Regions from separate parts of the Mus musculus genome. Here regions 1, 2, 3, 4 and 6 are each linked to region 5. The links are chromatin contacts, called in public Hi-C and HiChIP or PLAC-seq maps. All regions are on one chromosome and are shown on one strand. Each heading gives the region's core, a stretch centred on a gene start, on an enhancer-like site or on the middle of the called end of the contact. The rest is flanking DNA. Distances are from core to core; before and after follow the strand shown.

What was found. A called contact is a pair of places that touch in the nucleus more often than the background predicts. HiChIP or PLAC-seq counts read pairs in DNA pulled down with a chosen protein or histone mark.
Region 1: a Hi-C map of muscle stem cells shows a contact between it and region 5, with 2.0 times the contacts expected there. The contact joins the enhancer-like site here to the promoter of Col12a1 in region 5. A contact is called at or near these places in 7 of 39 promoter capture datasets (the C10 cell line, embryonic stem cells, liver and 2 more), 16 of 484 Hi-C or Micro-C datasets (the AML12 cell line, the C2C12 cell line, the G1E-ER4 cell line and 11 more), 10 of 115 datasets of contacts at active chromatin or transcription factors (astrocytes, craniofacial prominence, embryonic limb bud and 4 more) and 3 of 9 other capture datasets (adipose tissue, embryonic stem cells and pancreatic islet).
Region 2: a contact with region 5 is called in an H3K4me3 HiChIP or PLAC-seq map of craniofacial prominence, with 5 times the contacts expected there. The contact joins the enhancer-like site here to the promoter of Col12a1 in region 5. A contact is called at or near these places in 3 of 39 promoter capture datasets (embryonic stem cells, hippocampal neurons and liver), 1 of 484 Hi-C or Micro-C datasets (stem cell-derived epiblast-like cells), 5 of 115 datasets of contacts at active chromatin or transcription factors (astrocytes, craniofacial prominence, embryonic fibroblasts and 2 more) and 2 of 9 other capture datasets (embryonic stem cells and pancreatic islet).
Region 3: an H3K27ac HiChIP or PLAC-seq map of hepatocytes shows a contact between it and region 5, with 21 times the contacts expected there. The contact joins the enhancer-like site here to the promoter of Col12a1 in region 5. A contact is called at or near these places in 4 of 39 promoter capture datasets (embryonic stem cells, frontonasal cranial neural crest and liver), 21 of 484 Hi-C or Micro-C datasets (the AML12 cell line, the C2C12 cell line, Sertoli cells and 10 more), 12 of 115 datasets of contacts at active chromatin or transcription factors (the NIH/3T3 cell line, astrocytes, craniofacial prominence and 9 more) and 2 of 9 other capture datasets (adipose tissue and embryonic stem cells).
Region 4: a Hi-C map of cerebellum shows a contact between it and region 5, with 6 times the contacts expected there. The contact joins the enhancer-like site here to the promoter of Col12a1 in region 5. A contact is called at or near these places in 6 of 39 promoter capture datasets (embryonic stem cells, hippocampal neurons, liver and 1 more), 10 of 484 Hi-C or Micro-C datasets (the AML12 cell line, the HL-1 cell line, brown adipocytes and 4 more), 6 of 115 datasets of contacts at active chromatin or transcription factors (astrocytes, craniofacial prominence, embryonic limb bud and 3 more) and 2 of 9 other capture datasets (adipose tissue and embryonic stem cells).
Region 6: a contact with region 5 is called in a Hi-C map of cortical neurons, with 3 times the contacts expected there. The contact joins the enhancer-like site here to the promoter of Col12a1 in region 5. A contact is called at or near these places in 6 of 39 promoter capture datasets (the C10 cell line, cranial neural crest, embryonic stem cells and 3 more), 3 of 484 Hi-C or Micro-C datasets (cortical neurons and muscle stem cells), 5 of 115 datasets of contacts at active chromatin or transcription factors (astrocytes, embryonic forebrain, embryonic limb bud and 2 more) and 2 of 9 other capture datasets (adipose tissue and pancreatic islet).

The regions. Positions count from the first base shown.
Region 1 is chr9:79,344,296-79,348,346 of GRCm38.p6, forward strand. It overlaps the pseudogene Aldoa-ps3 and the pseudogene Aldoa-ps4. Among named protein-coding and RNA genes, the nearest start is that of Gm39377, 45 kb to the right of the region's middle. Within about 2 kb of position 2,301, at least 3 of the 459 cell types and tissues checked have an H3K27ac peak or open chromatin away from gene starts, as enhancers often do. A contact at or near this core is called in cerebellum and muscle stem cells, where this site is marked.
Region 2 is chr9:79,231,463-79,235,871 of GRCm38.p6, forward strand. No RefSeq gene overlaps it. Among named protein-coding and RNA genes, the nearest start is that of Gm39377, 160 kb to the right of the region's middle. Within about 2 kb of position 2,504, at least 9 of the 459 cell types and tissues checked have an H3K27ac peak or open chromatin away from gene starts, as enhancers often do. A contact at or near this core is called in craniofacial prominence and embryonic limb bud, where this site is marked.
Region 3 is chr9:79,212,246-79,216,316 of GRCm38.p6, forward strand. No RefSeq gene overlaps it. Among named protein-coding and RNA genes, the nearest start is that of Gm39377, 180 kb to the right of the region's middle. Within about 2 kb of position 1,281, at least 17 of the 459 cell types and tissues checked have an H3K27ac peak or open chromatin away from gene starts, as enhancers often do. A contact at or near this core is called in the C2C12 cell line, granulosa cells, hepatocytes and 2 more, where this site is marked.
Region 4 is chr9:79,268,864-79,273,190 of GRCm38.p6, forward strand. No RefSeq gene overlaps it. Among named protein-coding and RNA genes, the nearest start is that of Gm39377, 120 kb to the right of the region's middle. Within about 2 kb of position 1,593, at least 25 of the 459 cell types and tissues checked have an H3K27ac peak or open chromatin away from gene starts, as enhancers often do. A contact at or near this core is called in cerebellum, second pharyngeal arch cranial neural crest and stem cell-derived neural stem cells, where this site is marked.
Region 5 is chr9:79,715,839-79,720,084 of GRCm38.p6, forward strand. Col12a1 (collagen, type XII, alpha 1) reads right to left here and starts at 2,884. Exons shown (of 66, transcript NM_001290308.1): 1 at 2,581-2,884.
Region 6 is chr9:79,313,335-79,317,240 of GRCm38.p6, forward strand. No RefSeq gene overlaps it. Among named protein-coding and RNA genes, the nearest start is that of Gm39377, 76 kb to the right of the region's middle. Within about 2 kb of position 1,582, at least 3 of the 459 cell types and tissues checked have an H3K27ac peak or open chromatin away from gene starts, as enhancers often do. A contact at or near this core is called in cortical neurons, where this site is marked.

The DNA of each region.
Region 1 (4,051 bases), core at 1,051-3,550, 370 kb before region 5:
TTTCAGCACTTTTTCTGTATTTATGAAGCTATATATAAATCCTGATAGCCTATATAGTAAATCAAATCTTGGTTGATATTTATTTATTTTTCTCAGTTTTGTTTCTTTGAGCATCCAATGTTGTATCAAAGAGACAGGTTTCTGTTTATCATAAGGTGATTTATTTGAAAATAAGTTCCACATGAATCCCTTCCAAGATCCTGCTCATCAGTGCTTGCTGAGTGGTGTGCACAGTCTGGGGCCCCCATCATAGAGTGGCCATGTCACCTGCATCTCATCAGTCCGTGTGGATGCCTCTAGACTTTGACTTTGGGCAGGAATAGTCTGGGGAGGGAGAGCTGGTGCTTCAAATAAGGTCTAGGATTTGTACCAGTTACTTTCTTGCTTTTCTTCTCATCCTCTTTCTGTTTCTCCCTCCTTAGCAGTCCTCACTTTGCAAGTCAGGTTTCTTTTTCTATTGCATCCATTCAAATATCCCTAGAATTACATTTGGCAAATGTGCATGTGTGCAAACATCAAGCTAATGACAGCACATATACAGCATTTCTTTTGAATACTTCAGGACTGCTATTTAGACTTATCTGGAATCTACCCCACCCTTGAGAAGAAGAGTAGAATCTTTCAAAATCAATGAGTGGCTGGGTGGTGGTGGTTCACACCTTTATTTCCATATTCAAGAGGCAGAGGCAGGTGGATCTTTGAGTTGAAGGCTAGCCTGGTCTCCATGATGAGTTCCAAGACAGCCAGTGCTACACAGAGAAACCGTGTCTCAAAAATCAACATCAATAGGAAAAACAAAAACAGGAACCACAACAAAGAGAATTATTGAGTTCACCTATTCAGTCACATGGTGCGTCTCGTAGAAGCATACGTTCCACACTCTAAGTCAGAAATATTTTTACCTAATTTTACGTGATTTCACTAAGACAAATAATCTGGGTTCCATGTTCTCTGGAATATAAAGAGGAAGAAAGTAATAATAATTAACAACCATAAGGCTTGGTTCAGAATAACATGCTGGGGTTCTATTAAAACTAAGAATAAAACTTTTTTTTTGAGCAGGACCTCATGTAGCCCAGGCTGGTCTCCAAATTACTAAGCAGCTGAGAATGAGTTTGAATTTCTTGTCTTCCTCTCTCTACAACATCTGCCCTACTGTGTCTGATTTTATGTGGTAGCAGAGATGAAAGCCAGGGCTTTGTGGATGCCAGGTAAATGGTCTGACAACTGAGCCATACATCTCCAGCCCCCAAAATAGAAATTTTAAAAGAACATTAAATGGTGCTGGGGGTCACTTGCTACAAAGACTCTCAACTTTTAAAGCCTTAATAAACTTTCAAGTGTTTTCATCTTGTTGCACCCACAAAAACAATGCCCTAATGGCTGCGTTGAACAGTGTGAAGACAGTGACTAACAAGTACAAGTCCAGATAACATAGTTGAGAGGTATTTTTTTTTAATTCTACTCAAAATGATGGAATTAAAACATACGCTCAAAGCTGTTATTACAATTGAGGTCTAAAATGTCACCCCAGGCTTAATACTTTCCTGGCTTCCAATTTCCATTTCCACAGTCTCCATGTGGTGCTCCAGCTAGGGACGGAAAAGCTAACGGTCAGCAGCAGAAGAAAATGTTGCAACTTTGTATAATGAAACACTGCATTTCTGAGCTTTAATAAGAAATTTGTTAAGTACATTCATAGGAGTGTACTGTGAAATTTTGTACTCCTTTCACTTCTACCTAAGAAAAATTAATTAAAATACCAAGGCAAGAATTAGAGTGCTCCTGAGCAGTTTGATGATAATACTCCAGTACTTCCTTCTTCCTCAGTGTATTGTAATGTACCAACATGTATATGTGCCCAGCAGATTTACAAATTATATTTGTTTAATCAAATAAAAATGATAAAACTAACACCTCTTTATTCTTTTAAAAGTTAGCTATCAGTATTTGAATGATGTTTGTTTCTCATCAAATAAAATCTCTTAGAAGTACAAATTTGCCTTAATGCCCACAACACCACCTTTTGGACTTGATAACTTGGGGGAAGGGATGTCCATCATCTGCCTTCTGATACAGTGTCTAGTGGAAGAGGATCATCCCCTCCCCCCACCCCCCCCCCATGCAGAGATTCATATGGTCATCAGCAATCAGCAGCAGCTGGCAGTAGAAACGCCTGTTCTCGGTGCCAATGGACTGCAGGCTCTTGGCAATGCTTCCAGTGGACTCATCTGTAGCCAGGATGCCCTTGACTGGAGCCACAATTCGGTGAGCAATGTCAGACAGCTCCCTCTTCTGCTCCAGGGTCAGTGCTGGGTATGGGTAAGGCATAGTGCCGGTGGCAGAACTTTCCTGGAACAGGATGGGGTGAGTCTGCCGGGTACGCTGATGGTTAGGCGAAAGGACTTAAGGAGAGAACACGGCTAGGGTCACCAGAACCTCGCTCTGATGCACATTCCAAAAGAACGAAGCTTATGCATAGATAAGGGTGTGGTGCCCCTGGCAGGAACCAATGTCGAGACTACTACCCAAGGGCTGGATGGGCTGTCAGAACGCTGTGCCCAGTATAAGAAGGATGAAGCCGACTTTGCCAAGTGGCACTGTGTGCTAAAGATTGGGGAACATATTCCCTCAGCCCTTGCCATCATGGAAAATGCCAATGTTCTGGCCCGTTATGCCAGCATCTGCCAGCAGAATGGCATTGCACCCATTGTGGAGCCTGAAATTCTCCCTGATGGAAACCATGACTTGAAGTGTTGCCAGTAAGTAACCGAGAAGATACTAGCAGCTGTCTACAAGGCTCTGAGCGACCACCATGTCTATCCGGAAGTCACATAGCTGAAGCCCAACATGGTCACCCAGAAATTTTCCAATGAGGAAATTGCCATGGCAATGGTCCCAGCACTTCCTTGGACAGTGCCCCCTGCTGTCTCTGGGGTCACTTTCCTGTCTGGACGGCAGAGTGAGGAAGAGGCAACCATCAACCGCAGTGCTATCAATAAGTGTCTGCTGCTGAAGCCACGGGCCTTGACTTTATCCTATGGCCGAGCCCTGCAGGCCTCTGCTTCAAAGGCCTGGAGTGGGAAGAAGGAGAACCTGAAGGCAGCGCAGGAGGAGTACATCAAGCGAGACCTGGCCAACAGCCTCGCTTGTCAAAGAAAGAATATCCCAAGTGGCCAATCTGGAGCCTCAGCCAGTGAATCTCTCTTCATCCCTAACCATGCCTACTAACCAGAGCTGAACTAAGGCTGCTCCATCAACACCCCAGGCCCCTGCCTATTCACTTGCTATTGAAGAGGGGCCTCCAGGCCCTCTTCCATCACTCTTGCTGCTGCCCTTGTGTGTGCGTGTTCGGTGTGTTGTCTGTGAATGCTAATCCTGCTATCCCTTCCAGCCCACTGCCAATAAACAACTATTTAAGAGGTGGGGGAGAAGTACAAATTTGTACCTCATTATAGATTTGTCTCAATGTATATATTATTCCATACTAATGACTTACAAAGCACATCCACCTAGAGGACCTGGACAAGTTACATTTAAATTCTTCTTGCCCCATTCTTTTGAAATTTCTGACTCTAATTAGTATCACATATTATCCAATTCGCATGTACTTAATGAGAGACCTCTTTGTCAGGAACTGTCATGGATATTTGAAAAATACTAATTAAAAAAAAACTTTCACTTTATTTATTCATCTATTTATTTATTGGTTTCTCAAATAAATAAATTATATATGTAGTCCAGAAAGTCTGACTGATACTGGAATGCACATAACAATTCAAGGATCTTACACACTGCGTGAGTTCCATCTTGCCTATGTAATGTACACTCTGGGCCTTTGAAGATTCAGAATGGATTCACCTATAATTGATACCTCTTTCCATTTATCACATCATTTCAGTACAGCGCTGTGGCCCCTTAGTGCCTTACAAGCATCTTACCTCTGAGTGGGGCTCTTCCCCCTTCTTTTTAAAAGTTTTTTTTATGTGTATTCAGCTCAGCCCTCTTTTAAGCAATATAATGTAGTTGTTTCCCAAGTAAATCAGGTATT
Region 2 (4,409 bases), core at 1,254-3,753, 480 kb before region 5:
CAAATACTCAAAGGATATATATGCATCTGAAATTATCAAACAAGTTGGTGAAAATAAGGTATCTTCAGGTAAAAGAAGTACAATGTTCATGTTTTATAATATATCTACCAATACTGACAAGTTTGAAATTTTAATACATCATAAAATCTTTTTAAAATCAACACCCATAGAGCCACTGGTTCCCACTCTGATATGGCATAGATGAATTCATTGAATTAGAAGCAGCTTTATTCAGAGAAGGGAAGGTATGTAGAACCTACACCCAGGTTCTGTAGAAGGTCGTCTACTTACAAACATCTATGTTTACTCAATAACAGCTTGACTACTATATTTAGTTTACAATCTCTGCCATAAGTTATAACTTCTGTATAAATTATGGGAAACAGGCCTGAATCCTGGGGTCACAGAGGAGATAGGAATACAAAGTAAAATGTTACTTTTTTGATGGGGATTGCATTGAACCTGTAGATTGCTTTCAGCAAGATATCCATGTTTATTATATTATCCTGCCAATCCATGACCAAGGTATATCTGAAGGGATTTGTAACCTCATAGGAAGAACAAGAATGACAACCAACCAGACCTCCAGTGCTCCCAGGAATTTACCAAAGAGTACACATGGAGCAACCCATGGCTCCAGCCACATATGTAGCAGAAGATGGTCTTGTTGGGCATCAGTGGGAGGAGAGGCCCTTGGTCCTGTGAAGGCTTGATGCCTCAGTGTGGGGGAATACCAGGACTGGGAAGCAGAGAGTGGGTGGGTGGATGGGGGAACATCCTCATAGAAGCAGGGAGAGGGGGAAGTGGATAAGGGGTTTTCGGAGGGGAAACCAGGAAAATGGATAACATTTGAAATGTAAATAAAGAAAATATCTAATAAAAAAAAACTAAAGAAAAAAGTTACATAAAATAAGCAGCAGGGTAAAATGGACCAAATGCCAGCAAGAACATTTAGTAAAAATTAGGGAAAACCTGTAAGTTGTATCTTTGGTTTAACAATCAAAGGATCTCAGGGTGTGTATCCTTTCTCTCCTCTTGTCACCTGTCCCTAATTATCTCTGCCCCACTGTTTCTCAGGCAGGACATGCTTTTTTTAAGGATCTGCTTAATAGCACAAGGATTGGTCATCTGTAACTTCTCCTTCAGAGTAATCTATCCATAACAGACTTGATCTTTCTGACACTGGTGGTCAGAATCACTACAGATAAAGCTGCATAGGCTCCTACAAAAGGCAAATGTGGGAGTGGGGTGGGGGGACCCCTGTATTTTCATGTGGCTGCTTCTGTAAGCCTTCTGAATAAATGGGCATCAAGTATTTCTGCTCTAAAGTTGAAAAAGTATTTTTCTAGATTATAAACATCGAGAATACTGTAACTTACATCCTGACGCTTTGTTTGTGTAAAGGAAGAAGGGATGATGAAGCAGGGGGATGGGATATATGAAAGCAATGGCAAGTGAGCATTACTATTTACACTTATCTGAACGTTTATTGCATTAACTAAACAAACTTAATTTCCATGAAACTGAGGGATTAATCTGAATAAAGGGAAAAAAAGACAAAGGCTCCTTCTTTTGTGTAGAGATACAAGCCCTTGTAGAAGAGAACACATCAAAGCATCACAAAGTATGCATAAAGGCACTGATGGCTATTAAACTTCCCCAAATTTGGTATTATGTCCACTCCACAACCGAATTGCTTCATTTTCAAGGTAGTTCAGTTGCCATGTGTAATTGCAGTGAATACTATGTCGTACTAATTGACATTAGTCTTTGTGGAAAAATGTTCAGTGTTCACTTTGGAATGTCCTACATCTCCTCCCCTTGAGACTTCATCTGGTCCCAATTACCAGCTGCTCCTAATTTGATTCAGTGGCAAAGAACAAGCTGGGCTTCTGTACTTAAGCTGAAGCAAGTCTACTCCACCAGGCCTAGGTTTTGTGCTGTTACTTTTCTGTTAACTGATGATAGTAGAAAACTTTTTGTAACCCAAACAACTCTACGACATCTTATTTAAAACACAGAGAGCAGAATTTTTAAGTAACACATATGTAATTTCTTAGCTTTTTCGTTTGAATGCAGCTTTTTGGGGCTTTTTAGCTAAAGAATTTCTACTTTACTGATTATCATTTTAGCTTAATTCATGATGATTATTGTAAAGTGGTGGAATTTGTTTATTTATAATAGATTACACATATTTTTGGAAGGGTTCTTTTGAGTTCTAACACCCCTACCTTCTTCAGTTTAATTTGTCTAACATGTAAAGGTTGCTCATACATGCCCAGAGTTGTTCTAAGTACTGGGTTGTAATTTATGATGGTTATAGTTTTGATTTCTCTGAATGTTTAGATCTTTAGAAAAGAAGATATTAATTTGAATGTGAAACCCCCAAAAGCCAGTCTTCAGAGTTTAGTATTTTTTTTTTATTTTCAGTGTGTGCTGTTAGCCTGTACCCACAGAGTCCTTGGGTACTAGTCAAAACAAAACTGGGTGTGATCAGCCCTGGCTGTACTCACCACAGACACTGAGAAGTGCCATGGGTTCTCCCCAGGCAAATATGCTGGTTTCTAGTAGAGTTTTTCCATCCAGACCAAAAGCCACCCATTCAATCTCAGGCAGGGTTGACAGCCCTTGGCTGGTAGGACAGATAGAGCCTGTTTCATACGTCTATATGGTCAATGAGCTCAACTGGTTGATTTCATATTCTGTCAGTGATTTAGAATAAATCAAAAGAAGAATATGTAACAGATTATACAAAAAGAAATATTATACAAAAGTAAAGTGTTAATGCCTTTAGCAAATTTGACTTGAGTTCTATGAGTTTCTTAGCATTGACACTTTACCCAATCATGTTTATGCTGCTGCTGTGTTAAGGTCAAATGCTGAATTCTTCCAATTTGTTTTACATGTATTCCTCTAGCCCTAGCACTTGAGGCAAAGACAAGAGGGGCAGAGGGGCAGAGGGGCAGAGGGGCAGAGGGGCAGAGGGGCAGAGGGGCAGAGGGGCAGAGGGGCAGAGGGGCAGAGGGGCAGAGGCATCTCTGACTTGGGACAAGTCTGGTCTACAGGGTGAGTTACAAGACAGACATATCTACACAGAGAAACCTTGTCTCAGAAAAAAAAACAAAAAACAAAAAAGGAAGAAAAACAGATTTATTTTTCATTAGGCTCCACCCATCCCAACTCCTATAAGATCTTCCTCAACTTTCCCAAATCAACATTGTTTCATTAGAATATAAGCAGACAACATAAAAATAACAACAACCAAACCAGAATAGGAAAAAATAAACAGAAGAAAAATAAGAACCAAAGGATAAACACAAGAAATACAAATTACCCAGAGACACTCACATTTGCACAACACAAATCCTACAAAAACACAAAATTGTAAACCATGCTATATAAGCCAAAGACCTGTAAGGTAAAGAAAAACTCCCAAAGTACCTCTACACATACCATTAAATGTGTTTTAGCTATCTAATGTTGGACATGGGACCTGCTCTTAATTGTGGTTTGTACACACAGTAGGACTCTGTTGAAGAAAACTAATATTTTCCTTCTGAGAGGTTGTCAATTGGAAGTAGCTTTTGGGTTAGAAATGGAGGCTTGTGTTTGCTTTCCCTCTCAGGGCTAGAACACAATCTGACTTAGACCATGCAGGCCTGTGGATGATACCAGAGTGCATGGATTCATATGTATGTCAGCCCTGTTATGTTTAGAAAGACTTCTTTTCTTGGTAGCTTTCATCTCTGCTGGCTTTTTGCCTTCTCTTCCTCTCTCTCGCAAAGTTGCTCATCTATATGTATATGAATGTGAATGTGTATATCTATATTATCTATATGCATATATGTGTATATATATATGTATGTATATACATGTATGTATATTTAAAAATTGAAAATGGATTCTTCCCTCATACAATACATCCTTAAAACAGTTTTCCATCCCTCCATTGTTTCCATTTCACCTCTACCACCTCTCTTCCCTGAATCCACTCCCCCTCCATCTCCCATCAGAAAAGACAGGACTCTGAGAGACAACCACAAACATGGGTGTGTGTGTGTGTGTGTGTGTGTGTGTGTGTGTGTGTGTGTGTGTGTGTGTGTGTATGTGTAAGGCAAGGCAAGAGCCCTCACACTGAAGCTGGAAAAGGCAACTTAACAGGTGGGAAAGAATCCAAGAGCAAACAAAAGAGTCAGAGACTGGATCCCACTATTAGGAGTTCCATAAAACCACCAAGCTAACAGTCATAACATATACACAAAGGATGTGGTGCAGACCCATGCAGGCTTCAGTCTCTGTAAACCTATAGGAATGAGGTCTGCTGAGTTGTTCAGTGGGCCATGTTCTCTTGGTGTTCTCCAGTCCACCTGACTCCTAGAATTTCTCTGTGCTCTCATCCAGAGCTACAA
Region 3 (4,071 bases), core at 31-2,530, 510 kb before region 5:
TTTGGGAGTCCAAAATTTGGTCCTGGTACTAGTGAGACAAGCATTTTATCCATTCAGCCATCTCCCTATCATCTGGCTTATACTTACTGTCCTTTTTCATATTTATCTAATTTTCCATATCTGAATGCATGTATTGGTTTTAATTTAAATCAGATTTATTTTAATTGACACATAGAGTAAATTACAAATATAATGAAGTAACACAATGGTTCAATGCATGTTTAAATATGACCATTTCCTTAGACATTTATAGTTTCATTCTTTTGTTTATATATGTATTTTAATTATGTGTGCATGTATGTTGGTTTTGGCATGTGTTAGTGCTGGTGGCCTGGGAGTACAGAAGAGATATCCTGGAGCTGAACTTTAACCTCCTGACGTGGGTGCTTGGAACTGAATTCTGACCCTCTTCAAGATATGCAGTTTTCCCTGCTTAGCTACTTCTCCAGCCCCTAGCTATTATTTTTGTATGTGATGAAAACCCCCCATGTGCTAGCTATTTTTATGACAGATTGACACGAGTTAAAGTCATCTGAGACAAGGGATCCTCAATTGTAGGCAAGCCTGTAAGGCTTAATTAGTGACTGATAGGAGAGAGTCCTGGCCATTTTGGTGCCATCCCTGGGCAGATATAAGAAAGCAGGTTGAGCAAGCCATGAAGAGCATGAACATAAACATCCCACCCTCTGCATAAGCTCCTGCTTCCAAGTTCCTCCTCTGTTTAGTTCCTGTCCTGACTTCTTTCAATGATGAACAATGATATGGAAGTATAAGTCAAATAAACCCTTTCTTTCCCGAAATGCTTTGTTCATGGTGTTCTATCACAGCAATATTGACCCTAATTAAAATATTCACTATTCTTTTTTTCCAACTTTTAATAACATACAGTACATTGTTATTATCTACATTCACCTTCCTAGGCAATGGCTTGCTAGTCATTACCTTTTACACTTTATTTGATTTGTTGAATCAGCTAGCTAGCTATGATTTGTGTTTATATGTAACTTTTTTTTTGACAGAGCTTTTGTTTCTCCATAATTTGAGCAGCATTGGTCTGATGACATCATAACACTAGCTGACACAAAAGCTCCTCACAAAAATGAAGATTAAATGAACATTTAAAAAGTTAAATATTGCATAAAACTACATCAATGTACTAAAACATGGTGTATGGTGAAATAGCAGATGTAATCCTGCCAACCGAGGCAGACCCTGACAAATGATAAGCAGCCGGAAAGGTTTTGAATCCTCAGAGTCACTGAACTGGAAAGTTTGTGTGACCTTTGCCACTGGGTTTTCAGCTTGTTGTGAAATGAGTGTAAACTGATCTTCTGAACCCAGACTTCCCTGATGTTTGTCAAGGGCGCTTTGAGCATTGGCCGATTCTAGTTCTACTTAGTCATCCACTGTGCTCATCAGACTAAACAGTAGAGTGGTGAATGTCATTAACACGAAGAATAACTTCTTAGTAAAAGCAATCTTGAAGTGGCAGTTTGCCAACTAAACTGATCGTTTATGAAACTACTCCTGGAGGCCAATTTAATATCAACTTGTAACTCTGCATATAATTAATTAAAATACTGTTAAATGTGTAATTTTATTATATTAATTTTTTTACAAAAATGGCATGATGCTTTGCACTAGGGTTCGACAAATTATCATGCATAAGTGCTCACTTTCATTCACATTATTTATGGTTACATCCTTCTTATAAAAGTAAAGCTATGTAGTTACTGCAGAAATAAAGTGATCTGATAAATTTAAAATATTTATAGTTTTGTCCTTTATAGGAAAAGTTGGTGAATCCTCCTTCAGACTTCGATTCATCATCATACAGCCAGATTTCAGAGTTACATACAGTTCGTTATCTGTCAAGGTCCACCACAGACAATATCCATGCTGCGTCTATCACAGTCCTATGAAAAGTTGTTATTCTCATTAATTATATGAGTGACAAGAGGGATGGAAATTTAAATATTTATACTCATAAAGACAGTGAGCCAGAATTTAGCCTCAGTTCTAGTCCACGGGATTCCTATTCAATTCACATATTTCCCAGTAAGTCCATTGTTTTCCTCTTCCAGGCAACTCTTCTGATCTCAAGCTATTGGAAAGGGTACCAAAACACAAGTTAAGGGTTGTAGCTACCTGGATGTATAGTTGAACTTAATATATAGCTTGATACATTGCACTTCTGCTGAAGTCTAGATTTTATCCAAAAACTCAGAACTGCCTGGCATCGTTTATTTTGAAAATTTGTAAAAGCCTGTGTTTGAGTATTATAATACTTGCTTATTAATTAGTGAGTGGAGTTTGTCAAACTACTGGCCACAAATGATCCAGTGACAAGATATTCCCCTGTAGCCATGATGTTTTTTCTCTCTTGAAACAGGGATGTCATGGGCATCCTTCAAGTAATTTCCTAATTCTACTAGGACTCATTAAGCAAATACCTAATTAAACAATTTCTCACTTCTAGTCAAGAAAAAGACTTCTGACAAAGTAGGCAGGTTTTTGTTTTTGTTTGTTTGGTTTTGGTGTTTATATATACCAAGTCTCACCATGAAGGATTTGATAGAATTTCACAAATCAATTAATCAACAGGCCATTTCACCCAACAAAGTAAGTTTCAAACATTTGATGACTTCATTCTCAGTGCAAAAGAGCAGAGAAAGCAAGGGCATGTCACATCACTATCACTAAACAGTGGAATTTTGAAGGAAAAATCATTGAAAAGACATACACTCCAAATTTCTAATTTTGTTGACTATTAAACCAAGGGCTCCATCCTAATGTAGGATATAATACAGTTGTTAACTTGTCCTTCTTCCTGTTATTCCAGGGATTGTTGGTCCTCTGACCATGATGAACAGTTCCCCACACATCCCTGGGAAGACACCAGGATATCCTGTAGACCTTCTGCTCCTCTAAAGGACGTAACTTTAAAGTCTTCACATTCTGTGAGTTAAGAACATTATTTCAGCTTACACAGGATACTTAAGCTCCTCAATAAGAAAGTGACACTGAAAAAGCTTCATTCATCATGGCAGTTGAGGTATATGACCCATAATACAAACATACTCTGTTCTTATCCCCCAAAATAACCTTAGTAGTAATTAGACAAGGAAATTAAATTGTGGAATTTTGACATTAAAATATAAAAATATAAACATATTAATTAAATATTCCATAAATAAGTTATTAAATAAGAGTTATCCCCAAGCTAGTTGTAAAAGAACTAATTTTTTATCTGCCCATTGAGAAGAACTGCATAAACAAGGTTTGTGTATGAAATCTGGTTTTTCATCTTTTCATCTGTCCTCACTCATCCCTCCACCCTAAGCACATTTGTCTTTCCCTGCCCCTGCTCCACCCTGGCTGGAACTGTTGCTCCTGAAGCATGAAAAGGAGAGGCTGAGATCAAGGGGTTTCTGAAACTACTGAGTTTCTAGGCTGGAGTGGAAAGAATGGCATGAGCTCAAATACTCAATGATATGTTCAGAATTATATTGACAGAACTCAAGAGCCTATTTTTACTAATGAAAAGCACAGGCCTCTTAAGTACATCTTTCCTCATTTTGTTTCGTTCCTTACAGCAAGTTCACTCCTTCTCCCCCACCCACCCACCCAGTGTCTAAATATGCAGAACTTCTAGCCAAACTTTGGCACCCCACATCCTTATTCCTTGAACAAATGAAGCCATTGTGGACACATTTGTGCTCATATTCATCATTTACATGTCCTTATGGTATTGTGTTTGATCGTGGAAAATATTATGGGCACATTATTCTGGTTACTTTGGCAAAATGAGATCTTCTTCATAGTATTCTATTTCACACACTGTGTGAGAGCAAGAGCTTTGCAGACTTTCCCCCCAGTCCTCTCTGAGTCATCCTGTCTGGCATTTCAAAATACATTCCAAAGCAAGACGGGAGACTAACCACAACAGTAGCAGAGACACTGTTTGAGAGGAAATGCTTTTATTTGAGCTAAGGGGACGAAAATGAGAAAAAGAAAAAATAAAAGGAGATAGAGAAAGGCAAATCAACTGTGTCAGGGTCAAAGAAAATG
Region 4 (4,327 bases), core at 343-2,842, 450 kb before region 5:
AGGAAGTGTGTGGTGCTGTTGAACGTAAACTCATAAGCAAAACATCCAGAAGAGAACTAGGGCTGTGAGGGGAGCAAACCCATCAGAGCAATGTTGGATTTCCTCATTAAATCTTAACACAATTCCATGAGCACTGTTTGTCAAGTGTGCACACAAGGCCTGAGATGGAAATCCATGATGCATTGGTAGGCAGCAGCCCTGGATAGAGCAAACATAAGAGAAAACAAGAAAATGCAGCAAAGATACTCTGTCTACAGTGAGTGGCGAAAAAGCTTCTGAGTCCCAGTGTGCATCACTTGATCATGAAGACAGAGGTTCAAAGCTTGTAGAACTGGAAAGTTGCAACGGAGATACAAAGAAAAACGAAATATTTAAGTGTAGCTGTTCTGTAGTCTACAGTTGGCATTCTCTAAAGAAGGGCAGATGTGAGAAAGATGTTGGTCCCAAAGGACAACATTTACCAAACTCCTTTGCTTCTCATGATCCTCTATATCACAATAATCAACTGACAGCATACAATGAAGTTACTTACACATAGGATCTACCCTCTCTCCCAGTTCTCCTGACATGGCGAAATCTCTGTTCTCCAAAGGCTGCATAATACCACACACTGAAGTAAGGTTATTGATCAGTCATATTTCCATTACTCTGTTGGTGCCAAAGGGGTCGTTTTACATCACTCAGTATAACTTTGGTTTGGAGAAGATATGTGGATGGTTTCTTTTGGAGGTTTTTAAAAACAGAGTTCATTTTAAGATTTTTGAGAAAAGCTATTCAAAAATTACAGCACAATGATCAGCTGACACATTATACTGTCTGCATGGGTGCCTGTGCACGAACACTGGTTCCTGTCTTCCAAAGCTGCAGACCCTTGGTGTCGCCCTTGTTGCATGTATGTGCATCTGCTGAGCCAGCGTGCTCTGCCGCTTTGACTCAAAAAAATCGCGTCCTCCATATCCAGCCATTAAGTCACTATACTGGACACGCACCACTGGAATGCTGTGACCTACATACGGTGTATGTGGTTTACATTTTCAGTAACTGGGAGGCAATTTAATTGTCTGACTCAATTACAGTAAGTGAGAACCAGACTGCCAACTCTTCATTCACCTCATTGTAAACGGACCCCTCCGAGTCAAGCCAGCTTCGTGATGGAGAAGCTGGGTCAGCAAAGCAGCCGGGGAAGCATGACTGTTCCAGTCTTTATTTTGAGTGAGCTCTTGGTTTCCTTCATCCTTTCTTTCCAGCTCTGGTTTTTTGAAACTGGTCAAACTCGAGGACCAAGAGTGCAATTGAGTTTGACTCACTACAGAATAGGGATCTTATTTTGGGCAATGGTTTTCTTAGGATAAAGCCAAAAAAGAAATCCTGCCCAGCTGTAGGAACCTTGCTTTAGCTGTTGTGTCCTGCTGTTTGCTTTATTAAGCTGAAAAACATGTTTTCTATATGGAGCTCACATGCTTTGATTCTACACTTGTCTCAGTCTCAGCACCAGGGGATTAGTTCAGACGCTTGGGACTACACTGTTTGATGTCCTCTTCAGTCCTGTGCAGACTGGTTTGCCAAGGGACTCCTTTGACTTGCCAAACCTGGCTTCTGACCAAGGAGTGCAGAGCAGGCAGAGCCAGAGAACTGTCAATCATCAAGAAGCATCCAGTATCCATGGAGAAATAGCCAGTCTGACTCTTGCTCTCTGTGCCTAGTAGCCAAGGAATGTGCTCAGGCCTTAGTAGGTGTTAAGGCGTCTCATCTTTGGAAATTGTGGTAAGAGATAATGGAAGGAATTTTAGACAAGGCTAAAGATAGAGCCTGTCAGTTACCATGATAAGCCTTTGAAAAAATGCAGGCAAAATTTTAGAAAGAACAGGGAAATATAGTGAGAGGACATCCTGGATTTTATTTGTTGGCACTAAAAAAACCTAATATTTATAGTTGCTATAAAAACGTCTACAGCTTGATATAGGCAGACAGCCACCAACACTCCTTAAACTCTGTAATAGCCATAATAGAAACTTTTTTATCCCATAACCTAAGATTAATTCAGCAAAAGAAAGGCTCATAGTATAACAGAAATTGCCAAAAGGAAAGAAATTCTAACCTGAATTCACCATCTGAATTCTTTCTGAAAGATTTTTTAACTTTTATTTATGTATCATTGTCTTTATCATGTATATACATATCATCTTATGTATATGAGTGTTTATCTCATATATGTGCACCACATGCAAGCTTGCTGCTTGTAGGGGCCAGAATATGGCATTGGATCTTCTGGAACTGGAGTTACACATGTTTATGAGCCACAACGTGATTGACATGAACTGAACTGGAGTTCTTTGTGAGAGCAGCCAGTATTCTTAACCACTGAGTTGTCATAGACACATCTTAATTTTTTTCTAACGAAGAATCTAAGCATCATTAATTACATTCACTTTTTTCTCTGGATATGAATTCTATGTTATACAATCCAGCTCATATTTTATGTTCTGTAGAAGACTTTGATACCCCATAACTTGTTCATATGGAGTACATATTAGTATAGCAACACATCGATTAACAAAATCCATTTCCATTGCTACTAAAGGCATTATCTCAAAGTCATGTGTTTGTAAATACTTCTTTGGAAGTTAACTTGGAAGGAAATTCCCATAACATTTATGTTTATTCCATGGAAGCTTTCTTTTTAAATTCATGTTTACTGGTTTGAAGAAACCATGACAAAACGTCTGACCTTTCTAGAGAGGAAGAATCAAAATTCCATATCCAAGTTTCCCATCTTCCTGAACTGTGTTAAAATCTTTAGGGTTTTATTGACTCTGTCTGGTCTGATGGGTCAGGGCACACTTATGATACACAGAAACAATCCAGGAATCCATTTGCTTACACCAGTGTCAACTGGCTCTTCTCTGAGAAGCAGAAGCAACAGTTTCAACACACTTAAAGCCATAGGACATACATGCAATGAACCTGTGGACCATCTCATTGCACAGGTCTAGAGAAAAACAACATAGCTTCTATAAAGGAAGAAATTTATTATCAGCAGCTTTGTAAATTGTGACTATAGGATTCCAGTGCAAAGAATACTCCATCAGCTTTTCTGTGACTACTGGTCACTTACTACAGGTTCCTTTCTGGCCCTGGCTGGCCTCTGATTCCCTGGCCATTTCTTTCCAGGAATCCCTTCTTTCTGTGAGACCTGGTCTGAGCACAAAGAAGGTAATCACTTCCACAAAACCCTCCCTGATTTGGAAAATGTATCTCAAAATCCTATTTATTTATTTATTTATTTATATCCCAAACACTGTCCCCTCACCCAGTTCCCCCAGAGACTCTCCCCATTACCCCACCTCTTTTCCTCTGAGAGGGTGCTGGCCCCCAGATATCGCCCCTCTCTAGCACATCAAGTTTCTACGGGGTTAGGCACATTGTCTCCCACTGTGTCAATACAAGGCAGGCCTATGTGCTGGGTCCTCAGTCCTGCTGTTTGGTTGGTGACTCAGTTTCTGAATGTTGCCAAGGGTCCAGGTTAGTTGACTTTGTTGCTTTTCCTGTGGAGTTCCTATCCTCTTCAGGGCCTTCAGTCCTTCTTCCAACCCTTCCATAAGAGTTCCTGAGCTCTGTCCAATCTTTAGCTGTGGGTCTCTGTTTCTGTTTCAGTCAGCTCCTGTGTACAACCTCTCAGAGGACAGTTATGCTAGGCTCCTATCTGCAAGTATAACAGAGTATTAATAGTGTCAGGGGTTGGTGCTCGCCCGCAGGATGGGCCTCAAGTTGGGGCAGTTATTGTTTGGTCATTCCTTTAGTCCTGCCCTATCTTTGTCTCTGAATGCTTTTAGATAGGACAAATTTTTGGTTGGAAATGTTGTGGGTGGGTTGGTGTCCTTTTCTCTCCACTGAGGTTCCTGCCTGGTTACAGAAGGTGGTCTCTTCTGGTTTCATGTCCCCACTGTTAGGCAGTGAGGCTAAAGTCACCTGCATTGATTCCTGGGAACCTCCCCAATCCCAAGTTTCTGGGGCTTCCTAGAGATTCCCTCTTTTCCCCAACCTTCAGCAGCTGCAGATTTCCATTCATTCTCATGTCCTTCAGGCCCTCTCTCCTGTCTCTCCCCACACTGAATCCTGAGCCCCCATTCCTCTTCCTATCTTCTCTCCTACCCAGTTCCCTTCCTTCCCCTGCCTCCTATGACTATTTTATTCCCCTTTCTAAGTGTGATTCAAGCATCCTTGCTTGGACCCTCTTTCTTTGAGGTTGTGGAGTATATCATGGGTACGCTGTACTTCATGGTTAATTTGCACTTATCAATGGAAACATGCCAGACATGTCCTTTTG
Region 5 (4,246 bases), core at 1,634-4,133:
TGGCTGTTTTTCCCTAACTGCTAACCTCTTTAGGTAACTGTGCTTTAGTGGTCCCAGGGTAATTTGATAATAATAATAATAATAATAATAATAATAATAATAATAATAATAAACCTCATTTATTCTATTTTCTCCAGTTTATCCTGACTAAAAATATGCAAGTATGTCTTTAAGATCTGGAATAGATTACAGAGGGATGAGGAAGGCTCAAATGAACCCCAGTTCTTCTGATAACCGTGTCGTTTTCACATCTGATAAAACCTTTACCAAAGATGAGAGGGAACCAACTCTAAAATGCATAATAAAAAGAGACGAAGCCGTAGAAAAAGCAAAATGCCCTTGTCTGTTTCCCAAACATTCTTAGATTGTACAAACCGCAATAATTCTTCCTTGTGTTTAGCTATTTCTTAATGCTGGACGATTATAACTAATACAAGCCCCAGAGGTGAGAAGGTTCTTAATTTTTCCTGCCTTTGCAAATAGATTTCTTCCTTAACGGCAAAGAGTTCCACTCATCCTTTTTACTTTCTCAACACACAGTAGCTGTTTTAGCAGCAGAAAGGACTGCCCTAGTATATTCTATGATCCAATCCAGGAACAAAAGTTACCAGCAATTAGCTGGACTGGGAAGGTGTCTGTGGCCAAATGCAAAAAACAGAACGAGGAGATTCAGAAGTGCACACATAACTTTAAGGCTACACCATAGGCCTCATGACAAATAGCGGGGAGCACTCCCCCATTTGTGTTTGGGAATTCAAAAATAAGCCAAAGGTTGGGCTCTCCTTGAGAAAAAAGGAACTGACAGTCTCCAACCCTGCCTTTCCAAATCATTGGCACGAGGGTTAGGGCAGCTTTCCTCATCCGAGTGTAAATTGCATTTTACATGTCTGATGAGCAGGCAAGCCAAATTGCCCAGAGCTCCTTTTTATGAAGCCAATATTAAAATTTTGGCGCAGCTCTGGGATCTAAGGGGTTTTAGTAATGTCTTCTCCCCCTAATTAACAACAAACCCTTTCCTACATTAGTCAAAATTTGTAAAGATTAAAAAAGCATAAATGCTTCATTGTTGTCGTCACCCGGCCATAACGCTGATATGATAATTTAGAATGCAGTCCGCAGTTGTGCTCACGAAAAGTTAAAGAGTGGTAACCTACCCACAAAAATCGGTGTGCAGTATTTGGGGGGGGGGGGGGTGTTAAAAGGGTGAACAAAAAACTTGAGTTAGTCTAGTCTTAGTCTAGTGCGCCACCTATCGGCTTCCTGTCTCAGCATCAAGAATGAATCACTTCTCTTTGGGGTATCTGATGAATAACTCAGCCATCTCAGCCAGCCAAGAATTCCGTTCGTATACGTTTTAAAGAAAAACTTCTCTCTCCTTCTTAGCCAAAACATTTATCGGAGTGCTTAGCAACACTTCATTGAGCATTCTCAGACATAGATGTCTGAAAGCGGTAGCCCTTACGTGGCAGTAGGATTTCCCTCACTTCCCCTCATGAATGAAAATGAATCAACTGCCCGGAGTGGGGGCACTATGGGAACTGGTCTCTTTCGGACAACTTGCCCCTCCCCCACCCCTTGCTGGAAGGAGCCAACTTCTTAACTCTCTCAATTTAACTTTTTTTTTCAAACGCACACACAGGCACACAAATGTTTCGTGGGCCCATCTAGAGTCCAGGCGTCACCTACGTCTTCTATAAAGGCTACCTAGCCAAGGACGAGCTTAGACTTGTTTCTTCGCCCCCCTCCCCCAATCCTACCCCAGTATTCTTTAGAAGACCCTAACCTTGGAGCTGAGAGGAGGTGTATGCCAAAGATCTGAATTGGTCAGGGGATGGTGGCTGAGGAAGCCAGATGCAGGTCCCATTTGTCAACTGCTCTCAAATGCACTGACTCCACGCACTCTGATCTGTGCACTCAAAGACTGGAGGAGAACCCTCCTCAAAGGTCCCATTGACTGACCCTGGGTAAAACTTAATCCCAGTGCATTCAGGAGGAACCCAAAAAGGAAGTCTCAGAAGCTGCGAGAGCTGGCCTAACCCAGCAGCACTTTGAAAGCAGTGGAGGATGGAGCCAGGGCAGCTCCCCCGAGCATCTGGAGATGCCACTAGCGCCTAGTCTCCCCAAGCTGGAGCGCTTTCCACTGGCCCTCCATGGAATTCTTCGCGGAGCGTACAGTACTTCACTTCGTTTTCTGGCAATGCCTTGAGTCCCTGCTGCAAGCCTGGAGTCCCTGGCAAAGCCACCAGATTATAAAGAGCGACCTATGCAGCCCGTGCACTTCACTGAAAGCGACAGAGACTATAGAGGACATTGCCCTACAGATGGATACACTGAGTCCCACTTGGCACACAAGCAAGCCACCTTTCCTTCTCCCTCCAAAACTCCAAAGAAACCGCCAAACTCCTGTGCCACAGATCTATCTCGGGCACACTAATCAATCGCTTCCAAAGCCAAGCAGCCCCTGCTGGGCATTCTGCCAGCCCCGGGTTAAGGTGCAAGCAAGAAGCCACTTTCCCCAGTTATCTTTGGGAAAGGGCGCGAGGGGTGGGGGTTGGGGTGGGGAACAGAAGCCAGACTGACCTGAGCCGGAGGTGACAGAGGGAGCGGGCGTCCAGCAGCCTGCGCGTGGGACCCCCCGGGCCTGGGAGGGCGCTGCGCTCCGGGAGCACCTGGCGGCCGCCGGTGTGGAAAAGGCGATGGGAGCACCCAGCAGCAGCGCCTAGTGCGCAGAGTGAGCGGAGGCAGGGGGACTGAATGCAGCTGCGGGCGGACGCGTCTGCAGCGGCCGCCTTTGCCGACTGGGAAGAGACTCCGCGCCGCGGGCTACTTAATAGAGGGCTGTTCCCGGCTCTCAGTTTACTCGGTTACGAAACGCCTGAGAAGGTGGAAGGCTGCCACGGGTGATGTATGCTCCTCGGCGGTGAAGGAGGTCTACTTTTGGGAACGTGTGCATACTTCGAGCATTCCTTCGGCGTGAGGTGGCGATCGCCGTAGTAGCAATGCCCCTCCGGGGGCGGGGAGGAGGGAGGGAGAGAGGGGGACAGCCGCAGCCGGGTTCCCTGCCAAGGGAGGCCGCGGACTCCTCCGCTTGGGGCGGGCTAGGGGGCTCGGGTTTCCCTAACCCAACGAGTTTCTTTAATACGTTTATTTTTCTAAAATAAGAACAATGGAGAAGTGGGGAACGGATCTTCGTTTCAGAGCAGCGGGATGGGCATCCCCTTTGTCCCTCACCATTGCATCTCCGGCCGCCACCGTCCCCACGTCCACCTTCCTCCCCCTCTGTCCTGGGTGCACTTAAAACCGATTTACAGGCTTTCCATTAACTAACTGTCTGTGCACGCGGCGGGCCTCTGTCTTTCCCAGTCTCCAAGGCGCGACTTTGAAAACTCCGACAGCCGCCTGCCTGCTCCCGGCTCAGGGCTAGGATGGCTTTCCCAGGCCTGTCTGTCTAACCTAGTTTTTCAGGATAGAGATGGGAGGCTTCGATTCAGTCTGGAGGGAGGGAGAGGAAAGTTATTGGTACCTGGGGGCGGGGGCGGCGGGGGCATCCCAACGGGACACTTAAGAACAAGTTTTATTCTCCTTAGAAATTTCTTGTCAGTTTAAGAGTAAAATCTGGCCCACGTTGGGGCTTCAGGCAGCTCTTCCCTAAAAAATTCCTAGAGGTGAAAAGGACGGAGAGGAGCTCGCTCGGGGACGCTCGCACGCAGGCGCGAGCTACTGAGAAGGCCAACTAGGAGCCGGATACTCCGCCAGCACACGGGCTCTTTTCTGCAGCTCCCCGGTTCCCGGCACTCCACCCCTTGGACGCAGTGGGAGTCTGGCACTTGAAGTTGCCAAATTGTACAAGACGCATGGGATGAAGTGTCCAGTAGTCACACGTTGTTATCCGGAAAGGGCTCGAAGACGGATTCCTACACGCGTTTGTGAGCTCAGAACTCGCTCCGCGAATTTCCCGCCCCTTGAAGCCCAGAGACGTCGCCTCAGCAGGGTTGGGCTAGTGGGTACTGGAAACAGGACAGGGCTCTAGACCCTGGAGTAGACCGCCCCTTGGTAGCAGAAGTTGCGAGCACACCTGACTTAAGCCTTTCTTCCATGCTTGATCTTACCTCTGCAGATTTGACTTCCCTGCTCTAGGCACATTAGTGTTGGAATTGACCAAAACTCTGCACGCTTTTTCCCAGTTCCCTTGCGCCTTGCCCCACGCACGGGCGGCCTCTGGCCAGAGCTAACCAGAGCAAGAGAG
Region 6 (3,906 bases), core at 332-2,831, 400 kb before region 5:
ATGTTGTATGAGCCAGAAGACTAGAAATTCTACTGGGAGATCATATCTTCTAGATATGGTAGCAATGATACACCATGCAATCTCAATAATGTGATATTTTTTATTACGTATTTTCCTCATTTACATTTCCAATGCTATCCCAAAAGTCCCCCATACCCTCCCCGCCACTCCCCTACCCACCCATTCCCACTTTTTGGCCCTGGCATTCCCCTGTACTGGGGCATATAAAGTTTGCATGGCCAATGGGCCTCTCTTTCCAGTGATGGCCGACTAGGCCATCTTTTGATACATATGCAGCTAGAGTCAAGAGCTCCGGGGTACTGGTTAGTTCATAATGTTGTTGCACCTACAGGGTTGCAGATCTCTTTAGCTCCTTGGATACTTTCTCTAGCTCCTCCATTGGGGCCCCTGTGATCCATTCAATAGCTGACTGTGAGCATCCACTTCTGTGTTTGCTAGGCCCCGGCATAGTCTCAAAAGAGACAGCTATATCAGGGTCCTTTCAGCAAACGCTTGCTAGTGTATGCAATGGTGTCATAGTTTGGAGGCTAATTATGGGATGGATCCCTGGATATGGCAGTCTCTAGATGGTCCATCCTTTTGTCTCAGCTCCAAACTTTGTCTCTGTAACTCCTTCCATGGGTGATTGTTTCCAACTCTAAGAAGGGGCAAAGTGTCCACACTTTGGTCTTCGTTCTTCTTCAGTTTCATGTGTTTTACAAATTGTCTCTTATATCTTGGGTATCCTAAGTTTCTGGGCTAATATCCACTTATCAGTGGGTACATATTATTTGAGTTCCTTTGTGATTGGGTTACCTCACTCAGGATGATGCCCTCCAGGTCCAACCATTTGCCTAGGAATTTCAGAAATTCATTTTTTTAATAGCTGAGTAGTACTCCATTGTGTAAATGTACCACATTTTCTGTATCCATTCCTCTGTTGAGGGGCATCTGGGTCTTTCCAGCTTCTGGCTATTATAAATAAGGCTGCTATGAACATAGTGGAGCATGTGTCCTTACCGGTTGGGACATCTTCTGGATATATGCCCAGGAGAGGTATTGCGGGATCCTCCAGTAGTACTATGTCCAATTTTCTGAGGAACTGCCAGACTGATTTCCAGAGTGGTTGTACAAGCTTGCAATCCCACCAACAATGAAGGAGTGTTCCTCTTTCTCCACATCCTCGCCAGCATCTGCTCTCACCTGAATTTTTGATCTTAGCCATTCTGACTGGAGTGAAGTGGAATCTCAGGGTTGTTTTGATTTGGCATTAACTATTTTAAGTGCACAAGTTTTATTTTGTGAGAATAGTAGAACCAGCAGATTGGTGATGGCTGTCGCTGGAAAGGTAGTTCACTAGGAATAGTTACTCATATCTCCCAAGAGGGAGAGCCAACTATACCACACGTGCCACAAAAGAAGCCCTAGGATAGTTCAAGAAGCAAAAGGGGAGGGAAAAAGCATAGAGAAGAACCTTTAGTGTAGTATCCATGGGAAAGAATAGGAGGGGCAAGGCAAATGGGTATGGGTAGGTTAGCTTAGCTATTTCAGGAGTATTGAGAACAGGAGTAGCTTCATGTTGCCTAGTACCTGTTTCCAGGGTGATCTGAACAGAAGTAGTAGTCATGACTGTGTGGGTACAAAAGAGGAAATGAAAAGAGTGTAGAATCTGAGTTATTTCATTGGTGTAAGAAAAGTACATGTAGTTCTTTTCATTTTCCATGAATTGGGTAATGACGGTAATGGCTGACTCTTCGTGTGATCCCAGATGACAAAACACCATAAATCTAGAAGATATACAGAGAAAAGAGCACTAGGAAAAATCCATATCTATACAAACATGGCATGCTATGGTCCTGCATACAGTCTTTCAAGCCTTCTTTACATTAAAGCTCTGAGTAAACCATCCTGGGAGAAATTCTTCGGTTAGTCACTTGCTCTGCAAGGGTCAAGGAGGCCCAGCAACTATGAGCCTCTCAGAACTTTTCTGTGTGCACATGTTCTCTGTGCTTATTGTACATATCTGAGTTAGATCTGCTTCTGGTGCCATGGGGTTTCTATTACAGTGAACATCTAGGAAACAATTTAGAATGTAATAGAATGTATTACGCTGTGAGCTCCCCTTGAAGCAAAGCCTCTGTTTTAGCCACTTTACCTTAAAGACAGTTTTTGTTCAAGATTGAGAGGATGTTTCTTAACTGTCTTGCATTGACATCCAAAGCACTTTCAAGAAAGTCATAGAAATGCAGTAAGGACTATAATGACTGTTTGAGCTGTTTGTGAGATGCCAAAGGGGGAGAAGTAACTAAATGGTCAGCAGCTTGAGGCTCAAAAAACAGAAGTCTCAAAATGTGAACAACTTGAGATACCACGAAGAAGAATGTAAAGGACACAATCTAGATGGTGGTAGTCTGAGCAAACCACACTGAGTTCATGAGCCATGACGTTGATGGAGCCCCATCGGGTGTGGGATTCAGCATGTTCTGTAAGGATACAGCACCCGAGTACTGTACAGCACGAAGTGAATATTCTAGAAAAGTTTTAGAGCTATAGAACAGAAGTGTAAGCTGTTGGGAGAATGGAGAGAAGCATTTTATTTGGCAGTCTTGATGAAGTGTATTTTTCAGTGTATCTAATACTTCTATACTTCTATTTATACTTAGCATATTTAAATGTTCACACTCCTTCAATAAGGCAATCTGCTTCCATCTAGGAAAAACAATCTTATCAACACAGTGGTGTACATGGAGTATCCGATGAAGGAAAACAATCTTGTGTGAACACAAGAGGAGGCATGCAGTTTCCTTCTCATCAACCATTTTGTCATGAGAGGGATCTAACAGAAAAGCAGTATTAATGTGGGTTTCCTACAGCTGTGAACTGAAGGGATAAAATGACAGATGCCCTCATTATGAGAGAAAGAAAATAATATTTGCTGATGGGAGAGGCAATAAAGCAGATGTTTTGTTTTGTTTTGCTGTTATTAGCTTGTTCTATTTGTTTGTTTTTAAGACAGGGTCTGACTTATGCATCCTTGTCTGACTGGAGCTCACTATGTAGACCAGGCTGAATTTGAATTCACAGAGTTTCACCTGCCTCTGGCTCCCAGGGACTAGAATTAAAGGCATCTGCCACTATGCCCAGCAAATAATGTCTTTAAATTAGCCCTCCCAAACAATACATGTGTGTTGTTTTGGCACCCATTGTAGTTGTCTGTGTTCATCTCCATGTTCAACTTTTTATTTGTGTATATAATACACTTTCACATAGAATCTGTTTCTTTCACTTTTCCTTCTAAAAGTTTGTTCTCATGTTTCTGTCACTCATTTTCAACTTTCTGGTGTATCTTCCCTTTAGTCTTTTTTGCCACTTTCCCATGTTTTATTCATGTTTCTTTGTTACATGTACTCTATCTGAATTCCATACATCCTTTGGTACACACACACACACACACACACACACACACACACACACACACACAGCACACACACACACACACACACACACACACACACACAGAAAGAGACAGAGAGAGAGAGAGAGAGAGAGAGAGAGACAAGTGTTAGTCATCATTTTTTAAAACTTGGTCTTTTTTTATTGCTAGCTACTTTTCCTCTTCTGCTGGCCTGCATACACTGAGTTCTAGATCACTGTCTATTTTAATCACAAGTGTGTCCCCAGCACCTAGTAGGGTATCAGGTTCAAGAAGATGCTCAGTAAATTCTGAGCAATTCAATTAAATGAAAAGCAGATGAGCAATATTCTCAAGCTCTGAAGCAGCTTTTGGTTGTGGGTGAAATCAGTGGTACAAGTTTTTCATATTACCAAGGACAGAATCAGCGTAAGGAATGATGCTGTTGAAAGTAACATACTTTCCTAACTGCATCAGTTGCGTGTAAAAGCAAT